2 separate regions of the Gossypium hirsutum genome follow, and region 2 is linked to region 1. Evidence: chromatin contacts called from public Hi-C data. All regions are on one chromosome and are shown on one strand. Each heading gives the region's core, a stretch centred on a gene start, on an enhancer-like site or on the middle of the called end of the contact. The rest is flanking DNA. Distances are from core to core; before and after follow the strand shown. Region 1 holds the start of LOC107945949 (polypyrimidine tract-binding protein homolog 2). Region 2 holds the start of LOC107922874.

What was found. Hi-C and Micro-C count contacts between places; a contact is called where the count stands out from the background.
Region 2: a contact with region 1 is called in a Hi-C map of leaf, with 4 times the contacts expected there. The contact joins the promoter of LOC107922874 here to the promoter of LOC107945949 in region 1. A contact is called at or near these places in 4 of 34 Hi-C or Micro-C datasets (all in leaf).

What each region holds. Positions count from the first base shown.
Region 1 is chrA08:50,433,223-50,438,379 of Gossypium_hirsutum_v2.1, forward strand. It overlaps LOC107945949 (polypyrimidine tract-binding protein homolog 2), which reads left to right and starts at 2,491. Exons shown (of 11, transcript XM_016880144.2): 1 at 2,491-2,693; 2 at 2,795-3,038; 3 at 3,139-3,348; 4 at 3,519-3,577. The coding sequence starts at 2,853.
Region 2 is chrA08:50,710,815-50,715,971 of Gossypium_hirsutum_v2.1, forward strand. LOC107922874 reads left to right here and starts at 2,937. Exons shown (of 2, transcript XM_041075408.1): 1 at 2,937-3,317; 2 at 3,666-4,326. The coding sequence starts at 2,937. The coding sequence ends at 3,746. It also overlaps the pseudogene LOC107922795.

The sequences.
Region 1 (5,157 bases), core at 1,241-3,740:
AAAAACTAAGCAAACATCATAAATCCTTTAATGGAAAATCTGTAGATTATCAACCATTTTGCAAAATGGTCCCCCCATTAGCTAGCTCATGCCATAAGGGTTCTAAAAGTACCAAAATTATCAAAAATAAGCATCTCAATCACTTACTTAAGAGAGATATAAGTGGCTAAGATTTCAAACTTCCAAAACCCTTAGAATGGCTGAAAATTTTGGTGGGGGGAAGAAAGGAAGAATGAAAAAAAATGAAGGCTAGTCTCTAAGGTATTATTTTATCATACATTAAGTCACTAACTCCTTTGAACATTTGATTTTCTTGTCCCCTATGGCCGGCCATCAGCTTCTAAAGGGTCTAATTGCACTTTAAAGACCCCCAATTTTGGTTCTCTTGCTATGTGGTACATCTATCAAGTAAGATAGAACTTTTACCCCTTATGCGATTTAGTCCTTTTTCGAAATTAAGCTCATAAACGCTAAAATTTCCTCACCAAATTTTTCATGCACTAATATAATCATGCTATAACACCAAAATAATAATAAAAATAATTTCTTGACTTCGAATTTGTAGTCCCAAAACCAGTGTTCCGACTAAGCCCAAAATCGGGCTATTACAACATAACACTCTTGACTAGTAGAACATAATTTTCACTCTTTATGCGATTTAAGCCCTTTTTTGAAATTAAGCATGCAACTGCTAAAATTAATTCACCAAACTTTTCAAATATCTATAAAATCATGCTATAACACATAAAATAATATCAAAAATAATTTCTCTGACCTCGGATTTGTGGTTCCGAAACTATTGTTCCGACTAGGCCCAAAATCGGGATGTTACAAGTTCACAATTAGCACTAAGTTTATTCTATTAACAAAATGATGGAAAAATCAACCTTAATGATGTTAGCAAATAACTTTCATTAAATCAACCCTAAAACCCAAATTAAACACTAAAAAAATTAACTTTTTTATTATCTTTAGGTACCAAAATATATAAATTTTGTCAAATATATGTACCAAATTGGACCAAGAAATAACATTGATACCCCATTAGAAAAAGGTGTCAAACTTAGGTACGAAATATATTAATCCAAAAATTAAATACTAAATTTAACTTATCTATTTAGTATATTACTTAAAATATTTAAGTACAAAATATAATTAAAATTTAGTAAATGTAAATTTTAAATTATGAAAATTTTATTTTACATTTTCATCTTTAAATTTGTTAAAGCATTTCAAGTTAGTTTAAACAAAGCAAAAGTTTAAATGTGAAATGTTTAAAAGATAATGCCAAAAGAAATAAATTAAAATAAAATTTTCTTCAATAAGATATTGTTTACTTATTATTTTCACATTTTTATAAAAGAAAATTATATTAAGTGGTTTTGATCATCATCATAAATTTTGTTTATAAATTTAAATAACTGAAAATGTTAATTTTGAGTTTTTTTTTTCAATGGGGAATTAGGTTTTAGTATTGTTGGTTAAGATGGAGTTTTTAGGTTTTGGGTATTCGTGTTCAAGCTTTGTCATGTGTAATTGCGATATGTGAGGTTTCAGTTTCAACATATTTATCTACCATGGATGGGATTTATTTTATTTTTTTTATTGATTGTGCTTCATAATTGGTTTAATTTTACATTGTATTTGTTTGGACATATATTTATACTTGTATTGTATTTATATTTGTAATAGTTAAACTTAAATTCTATTTTTTCTTAACGGGTTAATAAACTTTATTTAGAGCCATAAACAATGTTAAATAGACAACTTTTGAAATGAAAAATGCTTTTGTACCTAAACTCAAAAGCATTTTTAGTTTTTGGATGTGGGAAAAATACTTTTGGAGTCAAATGACTTATGTATTTTAAGTAATATTTAAATTACCTATACAATTATTTTCTTATCAAAGTTTATTTCAAATATATAACATTATATATTTAAATATGTAATTATTATACTTTAATATTTAAAATATAATTTATATATTCAAATTAAATTTTTACAAATAAATAATCATTAATAGTAATTAATTTAAAAATATTCATCATTTATATTTTATATATCAATAATAAGTTATAATAAATCATTTTTAAATTCTTATTGAAATATAATAATGTTAACTAATTTGAATATTATTTAAACACAAATTTTTATTTTATAGTATTATGTCTAATATGAACATTTTATTTCTTAAAAATAATTTTTTAAAATAATATTAAAAAATTAAATCTGAAATTAAAATATTTAAAAATATTTTTCAAAAAGAATTTTTCTAAATATTAGTATTTTTCAAAAGTAGTCGTAAATAATTCTCCAGTTGCACGTTTTTATATTCCACAGCAACGTGGGCACCAAAGTTTAAGAATCCGAAGACGCTGCCTTAGTGGCCAAAAGGCCCAAAACGAAAAGAAAAACCGCTGCCTCGGGTCGGGTAAAGTCCGGTCCTTTCGTTTCTCAAGAAAAGTAATATAAGAAGGGAAAATACAATCCAATCCAATCTCTCCTTCCCGAATACATAACGCCCATCGGCGCCAAAAGCCCAGGACGATGCCCATCCCTTAATAAAACCAAAACGAATTTAATGAAAGACGGAAAATCTACCATACCAATTTATCTCAAATTCCTTGAAGCCCTAACTTAACGAACTTCAGAAGTTTCCACGGATTTTCTCATTAGTTTCTTTTTGTTTTCAGGTTTATTTTATTCCCTTAATTTCATTGCATTTTCCTGGTTTTGATTGATCTATGTATATATTTCGATTTTGAATTAAACATATATATTTTTTGGCATCTAGGGTTTCTGATCTGTCTTCTCTTGCCAAAAATTTTTAGAGGGGTTGATTTCCGACCGGGATGGCCTCGGTATCAAGTCAGCCGCAGTTCCGTTACACTCAACCCCCATCTAAGGTGCTGCATTTGAGAAACTTGCCATGGGAGTGTACGGAGGAAGAGTTGATCGAGCTGGGGAAGCCATTTGGTAAGGTCGTTAACACCAAGTGCAATGTTGGAGCCAATCGTAATCAAGCTTTCATTGAATTCGTAAGTTTAATCAGATTTTTTTTTAAAATTCTGGTCAAATTTCTTCCACCATATTAATGAAGTTAGTAATTAAATATATGTTTTTGTTTACCCTTCTTAGGCTGACTTGAATCAAGCTATTGCCATGATATCGTATTATGCTTCATCTTCAGAGCCTGCTCAAGTAAGGGGTAAAACGGTCTACCTGCAATATTCTAACAGGCAAGAAATTGTAAACAACAAAACGACTGCAGATGTTGCCGGGAATGTACTGTTGGTAACAATCGAAGGTCAAGATGCACGGCTTGTTTCCATAGATGTATTGCACTTGGTAAGGATGGCGTATGTCTCTTCTCCTTTTTGTTTAGAAGGGTGTGAAGTTACTATTTCTAAGTTGTTGTTTGATATGATTTCATGTAATAACTAGGGTTGTGTAGTTTTTGTCACGCTCTTTTGGAGAAAAGCTTTTGTGTTTTGACATGAGTGTGAATGGATCAGCAGGATCATGTCAAGGGAATAATCTCCAATGGCAGCTTAGTGCATCGTGAGAAAGAGAACATGTGTGTTTGTCTCCTTTCTCCTTTCCTTAACACTGCCTCTCTCTTCCTTACTCTTCCTTACTTACCTCCTATTCCTACCATTTAGGATTTGTTTTTCATTTCTTCTTCATGTGCATCATCCATCACCCTTGGACTTTTTAGATGTTTGGTGTCACTATGTTTTTTGTTTGTGCTGCTACTGCCAATGAAGTTTGTGCTCCATTTACATTTTTTTTTTGCATATATGGTCTGTATTATATATTTGTTCGATATAATAGTTGCTAGTTTTGCTGAGTGTCAAAATCGTCACTCCTCATTGAACATGAACAAGGTAGTAAAGTGCTTCAGATTTCTTGGCTATGTGAAGCAATGTCCAAACAATTGTCTAAGACCCTGAATTGATGGTAGCATTGAGGGAGGTGCATGCTTTGGTGCATAAGGCACTGTCTTATTAGAACAAAAGGTGCTTAAGGCAAGTGCCTCCCTGAATTGGTAGTTCTTTTTAGAAACTTTGATTAGGCAGCCAATCATCCATGTAACAGGCTTTGGTTCTTGTCCATTGTGCCCTTTATTCACAGAATTGGACTGTCATCATCATTAGCTTGTGAAAGATTGAAAGATCCTTCTGTCTGTTTCTGCTCATGCTAACATATTTATCTTTCCCCATTTTGGGATAAAACTTTATTTATAATTATTAATATAAGCTCTCAATGATATAGGAGTAATATGAGGCAGCTAGTTGTCACAGTCTCAGTTTTCTCTTTTTATTTTCTATACATCTGTTTTTAGGAGTTAATTGTTTGCCTGGATATAGTTCTACTAAAAAACCAGGTTATTTATCTTAGGTACGTTCCAACTTTTTATAGAGATGAGTGGTCTATGTATATATTTGCGCTATATACATGCATATATAAATATATATCAAAATCTTTTACAATTAGGTGCCTATCGTTAGTCCTCAGTTAGTGGTATCTTCTTTCTGCCTGGGTTTAGCCTGATTCTGATTCTAGAATCTGGTGCTTATAGCAACTTTTGCCTTTGACATCCTCCTTCATGGGCTTTAATGATTAAAATCCTAGAGCAATTAATATCTGTCCCCTAGTCTGCAGTTTGCTGCAATTTATTTGAAGCAGGTAGAGACTGGAGATTTACATTTTATCCTTAGGGAAGAATGGTGATTGAATTAGTTTCTTAACTTATAAGTTGAGAGAATTGTTATTTTATAGAACTTGATAAAAAATGAAATTTGAGCAGTCTGATCTGTAGCCTGGTTTTATTTGTAAATTTCTGAGGTTTCATAGAACTCCTTCGTTGGTTTTTTCATCCTCACTCTTTTCATCTTTTGCGGCGTTCCACCATCCCGGTGAAATTAATTTAGCATGTACTGATCTTGTCAATTTCCTTGTAAAATCTGAGTTTCTCAAACTGTAGTCTGTTAATAAGTTCTATTGTTGTCTCCATGCTGAATGTTGTGGATATGTTAACTTATCTCTATTCCTTATTTTCTGGCAAACCTTTTACAGAACTGAAGATCGGAATTGCTTTTTGGAGTGCTTTTGCTTGATTTTTGTTAGTTCATCTTTGTTAAAAGTATTAAATAA
Region 2 (5,157 bases), core at 1,687-4,186, 280 kb after region 1:
TGCGATTGTGTACACTTTCACATTTTCGTCGTTCCAAAATTTAAACGTGAAGAAAATGGAATTGGTTAGGTTGAAATGCGGATTTACAAATGGTATTGACATTGGTGCAGTTGGTTCCAAAGGAGGATTACCTCTGGGTTGGAAAATTAATTCTTTGGTCTCTCTCAAAAGCTACTCTCATTACCATGTGGATGTTGGCATTCATGACAATGAAAATGGCGTAACTTGGAGACTTACTGGGCTTTATGGAAACCCTGATGAACGATATCGACGGAAGTCTTGGGAGCTACTTCGTCATTTGGGTATTGACCAATCAGTCTCATGGCTCGTGGTTGGGGATTTTAATGAGATTACAAGCTCTTTTAAAAAGAAAGGGGGACGACTTAGATCTGAACGACAAATGGCTGAGTTTAGAAACATTTTGGAGGAGTGTAGTCTTAATGATTTGGGATTTATTGGTAGGAGGTTCACGTGGGAGAGAGGAAGATTTCTGTCCACTAATATTCAGGAGAGGCTTGACAGGGGAGTTGCTAGTCTGGATTGGATGAATCTTTTTCGAAAATATTAGGTTTAGCATCTGAGTCATTCTATATCAAATCATTGCCTAGTCCTTATGGATGCAATCGAAAATCTGCAATGTGGAGAGACCCATGGGTCTAAGCTGTTCCATTTTGAAGCCCAATGGTGTTTGACCAATCTTTTGAAGAGGCTAGTCGACAGGCTTGGGCTGATCCAACTGTTAGTGTCCCGGGTAAGTTAACTAAGGCAGGTCAACAGTTTAAACTTTGGAGCTGTTCAAAGACTCAGATGCAAAAACAACATCGAATTTTTTTGGAGAAACGCCTGTTTGACCTCTATGATCAGGATCCTACTGATGAGATTTTGGCAGAAATTATGGAGGTGCAATTAGGTTTGAACTTGGAAGCTAACAAAAAGGAAGTTTTTTGGGAACAACGTGTGAGGGTGAATTGGTTGCAAAATGGTGATAGAAACACGAGTTTCTTTCACAAAGTTACTGTTTCTCGTCATAATCGTAATCGAATTTTGGGTTTGGAAGATGAGAATGGTTTGTAGGTTCTCAAACTGGGGAGATGATGCAGGTTGCTTTGAAGCATTTTGGTGATCTCTATACGGCTTCCGAATCTGATGGTGATGACCAACTGCTTGGTCTCGTTGAGCAAAGGATCACAAAGCGCATGAATTATGAGTTGCTAAAACCTTTTACTGAGGATGAAATTTGGCAAGTGGTGAAGACGATAGTGCCCCTTAAGGCCTCAGAAATTGACGGGTTTCCAGTAATGTTCTATCAAAGGTATTGGCATCTTGTTGGGGCTGAAATTTCTAGCTATTGCTTGTCTGTTTTAAAAGGGGAGATTGATATGGGCGAAATCAATAAAACCCACCTAGTGTTAATTCCAAAAGTTGAGAAACCAAAAAATCTCTTTCAAATTCATCCTATAAGTTTATATAATATGATTTATAAGATTATTACAAAAGTTTTGGTGGATCGGATAAGTATAGCGCTGGGTTACTGTATTGATAAAGCTCAAGGGGCTTTTATACTAGGAAGACACATATCGGATAATGTTTTAATCGCTTATGAGGTCTTACATTCCTTTAAAATAAAGAAACGGAGTAAATAAGGGAATTTTGCACTTAAACTCTATATGAGTAAAGCGTACGATCGAGTTGAAAGAGACTTTATGGCTGGTATGATGTCTAGGTTGGGTTTCCAACCTGATTGGATCGTTCTTATCATGCGGTGCGTTTGTTCAATTACCTATACTATAGGCATTAATGAGGGTATTAGTGAAGGCTTTTCTCTGACACGGGGGTTGCGACAAGGTGACCCGCTCAGCCCTTAGCTTTTCTTAATCTGCACTGAAGGTCTCTCTCTATTGCTGAATGAGGCAAAACATAAAAATCTGATGAGGGGAGCTCCGATTGGAAGGGAAAGATTTGCGATTAATCACTTGTTGTTTGCGGATGATTGCATTCTTTTTGGTGATGCTTCGGAGGATGGGGCTCATATAGTTCGTAATATAATCATGGAATATGAATTAGTTTCAGGGCAACAAGTAAATTTTGATAAATCACTTATTTACTTTAGAGCAAGTGTGGGCCGACATGAGAGGGATCAAGTCACCAACATTCTGGGAGTGCAGGTGGTCACAAACCCGGAGAAATATTTGGGCTTACCAATGATGGTTGGGAAAGGAAGAGATGGGCTTTTGTAAATTTTGTGGACAGATTCAGAAATAGGATTGAGAGTTGGAGTCTCCGGTACCTTTCGATGGGGAGTAAGGAAGTATTCATCAAGGAGGTGTTACAAGCAATTCCTGTCTACGTTATGCAATGCTTTGCTTTACTAAAACCTTATGTCAAAAGTTAGAAGGTATTTTAAACAAATTCTAGTGGTCTAATAGTAAATCAACTAAAGGTATTCGTTGGAGTACTTGGAGTGAACTATGTACTTCCAAAGCTGAAGGCGGGCTGGGATTTCGGGACCTCTTTTTGTTTAATAAAGCTCTACTTGCTAAGCAAGTTTAGCGACTTTTATCCCAACCCGATTGTCTTTCGGCAAAATTTTTTAAGCTCGTTATTATCCTTTTACTAATATTATGTCAGCTAAAGTTGGTTCTCACCCCTCCTTTTCCTGGAGAAGCATATGCAGTGCTAGGGAGTTGATTGCGGATGGCTTACTTTGGCGAATTGGCAGTGGTGAGACTGTGAATATCTAGAATGATCCTTAGCTGCCTGGTCCTGGTAATAGTGGATTATTAATTCAGAATATTAGTACTCATTGGTCTACAGTGAACCATTTAATTGATGAAAATCCGGGTACCTAGAACAAAGACGTGATCTGCAGGATTGTTGACCAATAACAAGCTAGACGCATTTTCAATATTCCCCTTGCAAAGTTCAGAGCTCAAGATATGTTGGTTTGGCATCATGATGCCACCGGGGAGTACTCTGTGAAGAGTAGGTATTGGGCTTTGGTTACAAGAAAATTTCAGCTGTCTGAATACAACTCGAATACTACAAACAATTACAAAAAGTTCTACAAGTTACTTTGGGATATACTTCCTTCTAAAATTAAAATACACATGTGGCGGTTAATTAAAGATTATGTGCCTCATTTTAATAACTTAATCAAGCGAAGTCTAAGAGTTGTCAATGTTTGCCCTCTGCGCAAGGAGGCTCCGGAGGATCCTGACCACTTATTGTGGTTTTGTGGTGCATTACGGCAGCTTTGGCAGTCTCTAAATCTCTCGATTGATCTCAGCAGGAATACCTCACATTACAAAAATCGATTAGTAAGCATTTTTATTGCAACTGATGAGGGTACCAAAAAATTGTTAATCATTTCTTTTTGGGTCCTTTGGTTTAAACGAAATAAGATGGTATGAAGGTCTCAATTTCTCTATGCAGGATCTGTTAGGTTTTGTTCAGTGCATAAGAGTTGAGTTTGAGTAAAGTTTCTGTTTTTTCTCTTAGATCTTAAGTGACTGAGTTCTAGTGACCCCCTAATACTAGGTTTATCAAATTAAATTTTGATGCCTCTTTTAATGGTGAATCTAATACCTTTATTGCGACTGTTATAGCCCATAATGATGTGGGTCAAATAATGGGTGCATGTACTTACCCTTATGTAGGCGTTGCAGATGCTTTTGTTGCAGAAGCTAAGGCTTGTGAACGAGCGCTCCTCTTCGAGATTGATATGGGTTTCAGGATGGTTATTTTGAAAGGGGATTCCTTAACGATTATCAAAAAACTTAAATCTAAAAGGGAGGATAGATCCATTCTCAGACCAATTTCTCAGAGTATTCAGATGCTAGAGGGTTATTTAGAGGAAGTGGCTTACCATTTTGTCCCAAGAGATGTTAATAGGGTGGCGCATACTATGGCTTTGGAGGGGCGTAGACGACTATCTCCATGTTTTTAGGTTGAAGAGGCACCAGATTCTGTCGAAGAATTGGTAGCAGAGGACTGGTCTGTTTGGCTTCGTCAATGTTGAGGGGGTTTTGTTGAGCTTTGAAGTTTGGAGAAGGTTCCTTGAATCTCCAATAATTGGTTTTTCAAAGCTGGTTCCTTTCCCGTTTTAGCTACGATGGTTTTTCTATTGTTCAACGAGAAGGTTTTGGCTGGTATTCTTTGTTGGATGTTCTTTTGGGGATTGTTTTGTGGTTTTCGTTTATGGTTTTTGGTTCTCTGTGTGCTTTCGTTTTCCTATTTTGTTAGGTAGTTTCTGTTTTGTTGTCTTTTCATTTTCTTTGGGGCGTTGTTTGGTCAGTTATTTTTTGAGCTAATCCCCTTATTAATGAATTCTAATTTTCAAAGAAAAAAAATGGCTAATGCTATGGAAAATCATACCTAGTATGTTATGTACAGTAGCTTTTATTAAAAACTAAAAAGATGTTGAGAAATCAGAGCCGTTGATTTTTTTCATTGGTTCGTGTTTGTGTTACATTTTTTAGCTCACCTCAGCAAAAAGCATTTTAAGTTTTAACTAAACTAATTAGATTTTCTGCTCAACTTGATCAGTAAGGAACAGAAATTTTTTTTTTATCAAAATTGTTGTAAAAAGCAAAACTTATGTGCTACCCTGCTTGATCCATTTGAAGACCTAGATATCTTTATCCACATGTAACACTAAATCGTGAGACCTAGAGCAAAGGATGTACACCTCATCAGCATGTTACATTATCCGCATCAAAATATTGGTCTCCCGCAAATGCTGGGTAGACATAAAAAACTGGTAATCGGCAGCTTTTGTTCATCATGAAGTTGCATAATGGTTTTGCAGCACATATTTTACCACTTCATAGATCGAAATCACAATCCCAACTGAAGGGCCAGCACGGCTAAGACGAGGACCAATTCCTGTAAAAAGACCCCTCATCCCTCCATCCCTGTTTCAAAGAAAATACGGTAAGGAAACCCTCATCCCAAATTAAACAAGTTGTTTTAACTCAAATCTCTCAACGAATTGGTTCTCACATACAATGCAGCACAACCAAATATAAATTTAAAAAAAAAAAAACTCATGCCAGTAGCACAACCAAACAAATAAAAGCAATGAAATCCATTAACACCAAAAACAGAAAAATATTCTCGAGACTAACCTAGGGGTGTAAACGAGATATCTCGCTTGAA